Linked DNA regions of Muntiacus reevesi: region 2 is linked to region 1. Evidence: chromatin contacts called from public Hi-C data. All regions are on one chromosome and are shown on one strand. The core of a region is the stretch at or near the end of the contact, and the rest is flanking DNA. Distances in the headings are between cores, read along the strand shown. Region 1 holds the start of ANKRD46 (ankyrin repeat domain 46). Region 2 holds the start of YWHAZ (tyrosine 3-monooxygenase/tryptophan 5-monooxygenase activation protein zeta).

The links. A called contact is a pair of places that touch in the nucleus more often than the background predicts.
Region 2: a Hi-C map of muscle shows a contact between it and region 1, with 5 times the contacts expected there. The contact joins the promoter of YWHAZ here to the promoter of ANKRD46 in region 1. A contact is called at or near these places in 2 of 3 Hi-C or Micro-C datasets (blood and muscle).

Annotation. Positions count from the first base shown.
Region 1 is chr12:17,138,482-17,143,571 of mMunRee1.1, forward strand. ANKRD46 (ankyrin repeat domain 46) reads right to left here and starts at 2,961. Exons shown (of 5, transcript XM_065902970.1): 1 at 2,848-2,961.
Region 2 is chr12:17,516,139-17,520,935 of mMunRee1.1, forward strand. It overlaps YWHAZ (tyrosine 3-monooxygenase/tryptophan 5-monooxygenase activation protein zeta), which reads right to left and starts at 2,943. Exons shown (of 6, transcript XM_065903424.1): 1 at 2,794-2,943. LOC136145167 (a long non-coding RNA gene) reads left to right here and starts at 3,921. Exons shown (of 4, transcript XR_010658709.1): 1 at 3,921-4,311.

The DNA of each region.
Region 1 (5,090 bases), core at 1,711-4,210:
GCTCTAAATAACACACCCCAAATTTCTTAATTCCTCTTTACTACAGTCTTTCAAATGTCTTTCCTACATCCTCTAAAATATTAGCTTGCGTGCTAAGTCACTTCAGGCAAGTCTGACTCTTTGCAACCCTATGGAGCCTGCCAGGCTCCTCTGTCCATGGGACTCTTCAGGCAAAAATACTGGAGTGGGTTGCCATGGCCTACTCCAGGGGCTCTTCCCGACCCGGGGGTTGAACTCGCGTCTCTTATGTCTCCTGCACTGGCAGGTGGGTTCTTCATCACATGGACAAATCTTTCATTCCCCTCTAGCATTACTGTCATAATATTGCAAAGGCAAAGTGAATTCACTAAAGATGGTATCGAAATGCAAACAATGATGAAAAGTAATGAAGCTCATTAACAACCAAATAAACCCTACTTCAAATCAAACTGTTTCAGAGTGTGAGGGCCCTAGTCCATGCTTAACTTTATTATCACCATACTCCTTAATAAGCAAACATTTTTCTAATTAAACTCCCTTTTAAGCTAAAAAGGAGTTGGTACAGGATACTTGCATTTAGCCATGAAAATTAAACCTTGGGGAAATCAGTTCAAGCTATTAGGTTGGTGTGAAAGTTAACTGCAATTTTACACTGTTGAAATTGGCCATATGATACTGGAATACATTTTTAAATAAATGTGGTTTTGTTATACATCATTTTAACATGCATTTCTTGCTTTATGTTTTTTGCTAATGACTTATTACTTGTTGTTTATTTTATGTTTATTTTAAACTATGGAAATGACATTAGCCAAAATGCAAATTTGAGCGATTTTTCTTTTTTTATTCAAGTTCAAAATGGGTCGTAAAGAAGCAGGGAGACAACTTGCAACATCAATAAGGTATTTAGACCAGGAACTTCTAACTACGTACATGCAGTGGTTGTTCAAGAAGTTTTGCAAAGGAGATGAGAGCCTTGAAGATGAGGAGCGTAATGGGTGGCCATCGGAAGTGGCCAACGACCAACTGAGAGTCATTATCAAAGCTGATCTTCTTACCACCACAAGAGAAGTTGTCAAAGGACTCAACGTCTACCATTTTACAGTTGTTTGGCATTTGAAGAAAATTGGAAAGGTGAAAAAGCTCAGTAAGTGAGTGCCTCACAAGCTGACCACAAATCAAAAAAAATCATCATTCTGAAGCGTCATCTGCTCTTATTCAACAACAATGAACTATTTCTCAACTGGATGGCGACATGCAATGAAAAGTCAACTGTATATGACAACCAGTGACAACCAGCTCTGTGGCTGGACTGAGAAGCAGCTCCAAACCACTTCCCAAAACCAAACCTGCACCAAAAAAAGGTCGTGGTCACTGTCCAGTGGTCTGCTGCAGGTCTGATTCACTACAGCTTTCTGAATCCTGGCGAAACCATGACATCTGAGAAGCATGCTCAACAAACTGATGAGATGCACCAAAAACTACAACACCTGCAGCTGCCACTGGTCAACAGAAAGCGCCCGGTTCTTCTCCATGACAACGCCCCACCACATGTCACACAACCAACACTTTAAAAGTTGAACAAATTGGGCTATGAAGTTTTGCCTCATCTGCCATAGTCATGTGACCTCTCACCAAGTGACTACCCCTTCTTTAAGCATCTTGACAACTTTTTGCAGGCAAAACGCATCCACAACCAGCAGGAGGCAGAAAATGCTTCCCAAGAGTCTATGGAATCCCAAAGTATGCACTTTTACGCTATAGGAATAAACAAACTTATATCTCATTGGCAAAAATATGTTGATTGTAATGGTTTCTATTTTGATTAATAACGATGTGCTGGCGCCTAGTTACAATGATTTAAAATTCATGGTCCAAAATCGCAATTATTTTTGTACCAACCTATTACAAGTCAAACTGATAAGTAACCAAAAGTCTTATGGAATAGGTTTGTAGAGGTAACAAGCAGGAACACTGGAGTAAGGAGATGAGGTTCAAATCCTTTACTAGCTGTTTGACCTTGGACAAGTTAATTTAGACTCTGTGCCTCGGTTTCCTTAACTGTAAGATGGAAATGGTACCCAGTGTTGTTGCTACAAGGATTAAATATAGACACAATACGACTTGAAGCATCCAGCACAATGACATATAGTAAGCATTGAAGACTGCTCTTACTATAATTCCCACCCCACTATCCGAGCTCTTTACGTTCCTAGGTACCATTCTTTAGAATGAGAAGTGATGCTACTAAATGATTTATTTTTCCCCCTTCGTTACATTCGGTAGCCAATTCTAAGCACCGTGGGCCGTTTTAAAGAATAAATGTCATTTTCTCGAGGCAGAGCCCTGTATTGCAAGCTGATCTGCCTCCTGCATTGCACGTTTAATTAGGAGCAGTCCTGTCTTTGAACCCGGGTACCCGGGGCCATGTGATATCGGGACAGTTCGCTCACATCTCAGCAGCTTCTCTTCACGCCTGGACTGCGGGTTCCGAGTAACTGGCCGCATATTGTCTGTGCCGAGGCCGAGACAAGGCACCTTTTCTGGCGGAGTGATGGGACGCCGGCCCGGGGGGCTCCGGCTCGGACCGTCGACCTCGCGAGCCCCCGCCAGGCCGCCCGCCCCGGCCACGCCCGCCGCGCGGCCGTTACCCTCAAACCAGCCCCCAGAGCCCGCGCCGGCCCTCCCCGCTCCCCCGGGCAGCACAGACCCGAGACCGGCCACCACGGGTCTGGCTCTCCGCGGGCGGCCTCGCCTCTCCGGTCCCTAGGCCAGGCCCCAAGCCGGGCCCTCCGGTGCTTCGGGGCCATCGGGAGAGGTGTCAGTGGATTTCATCCCGGGGCTGCCCGCGGGCCGAGGCCCAAGTACCTGCCAGTCAGTCGAGGAACGGCGGCAGCGGCAACACCTTCCTCCCGGCGACCGCGGCAGAGGCGACGGCAGCAGACGGAGGGGAGGGGACGGGCTGGCCACTGAGACCAGCCGGGCCTTGCTGGACAGAGCGGCCTCAGTGCGCCGCTGGGGCGCCCCCTTGAGGCTGGAAGTCGCACTGGCGGCTCGACCAGCTCTGAATCATTAAGCGAAGTACGAAAACCGCTGCGGGGGAGAAGAGGGGAACACATGTAAATCCATGGCTGATTCATGTCAGTGTATGACAAAACCCACTACATTATTGTAAAGTAATTAGCATCCAACTAATAAAGATAAATGAAAAAAAAAATAAAAAGAGTAGGAAAAAAAAACTGAAAAAGTTTCTGTAGGTCTGAGTCCAGGAGCATGTTGTACTTTTCAAGTCTTTTACTAAACAAATATCCCACCCCTCAGCTAAATGAAGGCTTCACAGGCAAGGAGAGTCTTACCAAGAGCTGTGTTGTTGTTGTTCAGTCTCTAAGTCCAGTCGGACTCTTTGTGACCCCGTGGGCTGCAGCAGACCAAGCTCCTCTGTCCTCCACTGTCTCCCAGCCTTTGCTCAAGTTCATGTCTTCTGAGTTGGTGATGATGTCTAACCATCTCATCCTCTGCTGCTCCCCTTCTCCTCCCGCCTTCAATCTTTCCCAGCATCAGGGTCTTTTCCAATGAGTCAGTTCTTCGCATCAGGTGGCCAAAATATTGGAGCTTCAGCTTCAGCATCAATCCTTCCAACGACTATTCAGGACTGAGTTCCTTTAGGATTGACTGGTTTGATCTCTTCGCAGTTCAAGGGACTCTCAAGAGTCTTCTCCAGCACCACAATTCAAAAGCATCAATTCTTTGGTGCTCAGCCTTCTTTACGGTCCAACTCTCACATCCGTTCATGACAACTGGAAAAAACATAGCTTTGACTATATGGACCTTTGTCAGCAAAGTGATGTCTCTGTTTTTTAATACACTGTCTAGATTTGTCATAGCTTTCCTTCCAAGGAGCAAGAGTCTTTTAACTTCGTGGCTGCAGTCACTATCTGCAGTGATTTGGGAGCCCAAGAAAATAAAATCTGCCACTGTTTCCACTTTTCCCCCATCTATTTGCCATGAAGTGATGGAATCAGATGCCATGATCTACCAAGAGTTGTAAGCATCAATTAATATTCTGGTTTTCAGGTAAGAATGTATTAGTAATAGCAACTAGCAGCTCTAATACAAACCTAAGTTTTTTCAGAAAGGGTTTGAATACTCACATCCCACTTTTTACAGTTCCTAGAGGAAATGCAACATGTCTAGCCAAACCTATAAAGATGGTGGGTGGTGAGAAGTACATTTGCTGTAACTTTTTTTCCTAAGTTTACCAACAATTCCAGTCCTGTCGCCAAGAAGATTTGCCCTGCACAGCGATCCTCTTTCCCCCTGAATTTTAGCATACTACCCAGCCAATCCACCTTCCCTTCTAGGGGAATGTCCATCCATTCAAGGGCTATTACTAACAGTGTGTTCCTGGAAATGTCATGTAAATGTTTAGGATTTTTGTCAAATTTGAGAAAGCCTCTATCAAATCTCTTTCATATAAGAATAAGATTTCAGACATTTCACATTTTCTTGTGCAGTGACTATCATAAATATTAAATATTCTTTGAGTTGATGACATTTATTAACCAATTTGTCATTGATATTCTCCTTGAGGTTGTGTGTTGAGTTTATAATATCTTCATTGATGCCCGTAAATTATGTCAAATCAGCAAAGAATTTCAACCTTCTCCAGTGTGTTCTTACAATTTCCTCTTTTTTGTTAATTGGTTAACAAACAATCCCAGAGCTTATTCATTACTTCTGTTCAAATGAATCTTTCCATCTTCATGATCTGCTTTTGTTTGATCTGAAAGAGTGTAGAGACTGCTAAGTGTAAGAAGCGCTGCATTCCTCCTGGAAGCTCTGAGAACCCGTTTCCTTGTTTCCCCAGCTTCTGGAGGTCACTACAGCCCTTGGCTCATGGCCCATTCCGTGTTTAAAATCAGTAGGGTAGTATCTTTTCTCCTCTCTGACCTCTGCTTCCAACTGTGTATCCTGACTTTGATACTGCTCCTGCCTCTTTATAAGAACCTTTGGATCATGTTCGGTACATCTGAATAATCCAGACCAGTCCTTCCATTTCAAGATCTTTAATTTTAGCCCCATCTGAAAAGTTCTTTTTACCGTACAAGTTA
Region 2 (4,797 bases), core at 1,693-4,192, 380 kb after region 1:
AGCATGCATAGTGTACACTTAAAGCCATTAAAATCGGTTTAGCAAATCTAAAATTACATTATCTCATCTTTGTTCACAAGATCCTTAATTTCAAATGAAATTGAAGCACACGACCCAAAAGGCTGCCTTAAAAACCAACCCTTATCTTACTTGGTCAAAATCTCAACTCTGGTTTCAAATATCACTGGGTAATCCAAAATTAAGCAGTTTTTCTTTAGTGAAAATAGCACCTATGAAGAACACTACCATACGTTCAAAATCATGACTCCTGTCAGTTTAATGTAATTCATATCCATTACTGTTAATATCTGCTCTTGTCAAGTGTTTAAATTTTAGCTGAAAACACTCCCACCCCAAGTCCACTGATCTTCGCAAGAGCTGATCATAGCATGCAAATTTCCTGGGAGAAATGACCACATTGCTTATTTTAATGTTGTGAATGTAAAACCACCACCAAGGATCAATAACTAACCCTAAGGCTTCATCTGTACCTTGTTATACGCACATGGGCTTAAAAAAAAACAACCCATGAGACTTGGAACTTCAATTCTTACTATCTATGAGCACTAAAATAGATACTAAATGCTTCCCAGTGTGATCAATGTTTCTGATGTCACTGTTCTGTTTAAATGCAGGCTTACTGCCTCGTTTCTAGTAGTCAAAAATTAATTGAATACATTATCACTCAAGCTGCCCTTATCAAGACTTCCCAATTCTTTCTCATTTTAAATTTCTGGACTTTTCAATTTCCCCCGTTGTGCTATTCCTTAAGACATCCTTCAGAAAGATCCTGAAGCAGCACAGAGAGATATTAGCCCCTACAGTGGTCCCAAAGGGTGGTCCCAAAGGGTACATGACTTACGATGAAAACAGGAATCACTGTCACTCACTATGGGAACTGACTCCCTTTCTTTACCTTCCCAGGGAAATCCCACAAAACATTTCTTTTTAAAAAACCAAATCGGAACCAATCCTTTGTATTTAAACAACTAGATAGCTAGCTTAAATAGGAAGTATACTGTTTTCAATGTCAAACCCCAAATCTATTTTCGCATAACCTCTCCACCCCTTTCTTGCAATTACCAATTCTCCCCCCCTAAAAATCAAAAAAGGCTCTCCGGCTAATGCTACTTCAAAAGAAAATTATCTACAACCAGTACAAAGGTTCCTCTCCCAAACCCCTCAGTAACGAGGGGAAGTGGACAAGGTTTCTCAAAGAATAAGCAGCGCTCCCAGGACTCGCCGCACCCATTTAACCCTTCACCGCCGGAAGACTTCGAGGTGGGTGAAACGACAACGGGCCGTCTGTGACTTTAAAGGGCAAACCCTTCCGTCCGCGCCAGCCGCAACCCCCCTCCTTGGCTCCGCCCAGGCTGGTGCCTCCGCGCGAGTCCTCGCTTCTCCCTCTTTGTCATGGCGGATCTGTGTCAAGGAGCCCAACCTACTGCCTAGTGTTAATTCCCCCACCGGGGCCGGGGTGGGGGAGGCGCGGGGAAGAGGCGCGCGCCCCCGCCTGCGTTGGGAATCGGGAGCCGCCCGCTCGCCTCGAGGGCACGGACGCCGGGGCCGCCCCCCCGCAGAAGCGGAACCACGAGCGGCCGACCGCGGACACACCCCACTCTCCCGTCGGCGTCCGTCCGCCACCGGCCGCCGCGGGTGCTCCTTTAGTCTCCGGGGGCCCGACAGCTGCAACCGGTGGGGGAGGGGGCGAGCCACACCCAGGCGAGCCCGGCCGCCGCCGGCTGTTACGCGCGGGCTCACCCGCCCCGCCGAGCGGGGTCCCGGTCGATACACACCAGCGCACGGACCTTCACGTCTACCAGGCCCCCCCACCCCCGGGAGGACGAGCGAGTCCTGTGGTCCCCCGTCTTCCCACCCTCAACGCTATCCCCTACCTGGGCTCCGAACACCGCCGCCCCCCCTCCACGCGGAGACAGAAAGCCAGCCCCATCCCCCCCACCACGCCGGGAATATTCAAGTACTCCCCGCCCCCCCCCCACCACCACCCCCGCGGAACCCGGGAAATTCGGCTCGAGGTCTCGGGCGAGCCCCACCCCGGGACCGGCTCGACAGAAGCACGGCCTCGCCCCGCTCTACCTGGCGGGCGCTTCCGGGCCGCCTTGGCTCGCAGCCCCGTGACCAGGGCCGACACTCCCGCCGCCGCCGCCGCCGCCGCCCAGGTTGGGGAGGAGGGCTGGGTGCCACCGCAGCGCCGGGCGCGGAGGCTGCGCCGCCGAGAGGGCGGGAGAGGCGGGGGGAGGGGACGGGGGGCGGCGGGGAGGGGGCGGCCTCACCTGCGCCACTGCAATGCCCGCGGCCGCCGAGTCATTCTCTCTCGGGCGGAAGCGGGCAGTGGGGCGGCGCGGAGGAGGGGGCTGTCGGGGGGTGGGTGGGGGGTGCGAAAAAGGAACGGATCGCGCCCGGCGCTGCCTCGGTCACCCTCGGGAGGCCTGCAACCGGGCGGGTCCCTGGGGGAAACCTGGCGTGCGGTCGCCCTACCCACCACCCCCTATCCCCGGGGACCGGATCAGACCGGGCGCCCCTCCGGGCCGAAGCGTCGATGCGGAAGCAAGTAGCCAGAGGCTGCCGCGAGCCGCCCGCCAGAACCCAGCGGAAGAGAAGCCGCCGCCCGTCTCCGCCTGAGGAGACTCCGCCTCAGCCCAGCGCCGCTCCCCACCGCGGGCGAGCAGGGCTTGAGGGGATGCGGAGCGGGGACTGTTCCCGCGCTTTCGAATGCTTGGCCTGGGACAGGAAGGAGCGGGGCGAGGCGGCGGCGGCGGCTGAGTCCCTTACCTGTGTCCGGAGTAGGTGGCGACGGACGGACGGGGATCAGCAGTCTCTGGGCGGCAACGGCGAGGCTGAGACTCTGTCCCTGGATCTCGCAGCTCACAGGCTACAGCCGCTCCGCAGACACGGGGTTTCCTCCAATCACCAGCCCCGGCAGCAGGGGCACCACACGCACGATGACGTCAAACGCTGCTATGGCAACCGTTGATTGGTGCCCACAGCTCTGGGGGCCCAGAGCAACCGCCGCTCCCCAGCTCGCGGCCGTCCTGCCCGCCCGCGCTAGAGGGCGAGCGGAGGAGCGCGCGCGTTCCCTCGGCTCCCAACTCTCCTCCCCAGCCCTCTTGGCTTCCAACTTCTCTACTCCTGTCCTGAGGGTGCCCGAACAGAAAGCTCTTTTTTTCTTCCTCTGGTCACCAGTATCCCCACCGTTTCCCTCGCATTCCCCTCGGATCCCCCGCAACTCTTCTCCGGCTCGCTCCCCCAAAATCAGTCGGGAGGCAATTTTTCCCCACCCCCACCTTAGGGTTCGTGCGACCCTTCTGCGCCTGCGCCAGTTACTCCCTCTAGAAGGGGCGCCCGTTCGGCAACATCCGGGACCTTTCACACCCCCGCCCCCTCCCATCCGCCTGGCCCGCCCCGCCCTCCGTGTTTCGCCGCGGTAACTGCCCCCCGGGGGCATCCGAGCGGGGGCTAGATTACGAGAGCGGCTCCAAGGCACGGGCATTATGATCTGGACTTGGGGGTGCGGGGCACGGTCAAAGGGTCGGGGAGGGGCAATGTGGCGCGCTAGACCCCCAGGTTCCCCTGACACACACGCCGGGCGGGGCGATCGGGGCGCGCGGCCCCTCCCTTTCTCCTTTCCGCTGCCGCCGCTTTACCTGCTACCTCAGGGACGGCGGCCAGAGGCCTTTTAAGGCTCGGGAGAGAGGGAGGCGTCCGGTCCCAGTACGTGGACTGAGCAACCAGTTGGTTTTTCCAGTCGGGACTGGGGCATCAGTGCGCCGTGACAGCTGCGAGGAGACAATGGGTGGGCACCAAATGGGAGTGAGGTGTGGCGGGCGGAGCTGGCGGGAGGTGAGGCCTGGGAGGAGCCTCTCACAGGGCCTTCAGCCTCTGAGAGGGAAAGCCGGCGTCCTTAGGTGGAGACTTTGAGGGGGCTCGAGGCCATAACAAGACAGGAGGCATAGAGGTTTGACTGTATTCCCTCGTTTTTCGTAGGTTGAATTTTTTTCTCTCCAAAATAAGAGACCTCATGCTTCCGTGGTTTAAAACGTGATTACCTGTTTTCTCCTGAGGGAGGGACGTGCTGTTCCCAGGGCCCGGGTTGACCCAGCGGGCGGTGGGCCGCGGGCGGGGTGAGGAGCAGGGACCAGGAGCCAGGAAGAGCGGAAAGAGAAGGGCGGAAATTGCAGGTGCCGCGTTTACGTGCCAACCTAAAACGGTAGGGCCTCCACCCAGTCAACTTCAGGAAGTTCAAAGACATGCATTCACTGTGTGAAATGTCTTTGATCCGTCTTCCTTTAGGTAAGTGTTAGAACTTAGAAAACATTAGTGCCTGGATGACCTACCAAACCAATTGCAAAAGTCATTGAGAGTTTCTAGAACTCAAGAACTCTTTCTGCTACCCATGTGTGAGCTCCATCTTGGCCTCATTGACTTTTCCAACATCACTTTATTAAGCACCTACTGTGGTGGTTTGGTCGCTAAGTCGTGTCCGACTCTTTTGTGACCCATGAATTGTAGCCTGCCAGGCTCCTCTGTCCAAGGGATTCTCCAGGCAAGAATACTGGAGTGGGTTGCCATTTCCTTCTCCAGGGGATCTTCCCGACCAGCGAATCGAACTAGGTCTCCTGCATTGTAGGCAGATTCTTTACCAACTGACCTACAAACCCGAACACATACTAGGGCCCTGCTTTAGGCACAGCTGACAAAAGAGCCTTCCAGGAGTTAAGCCTCCAAGTTCCCTAGAGGATTGAATTTATCGGTAACTGTCACGTAAAATGTTTCGTC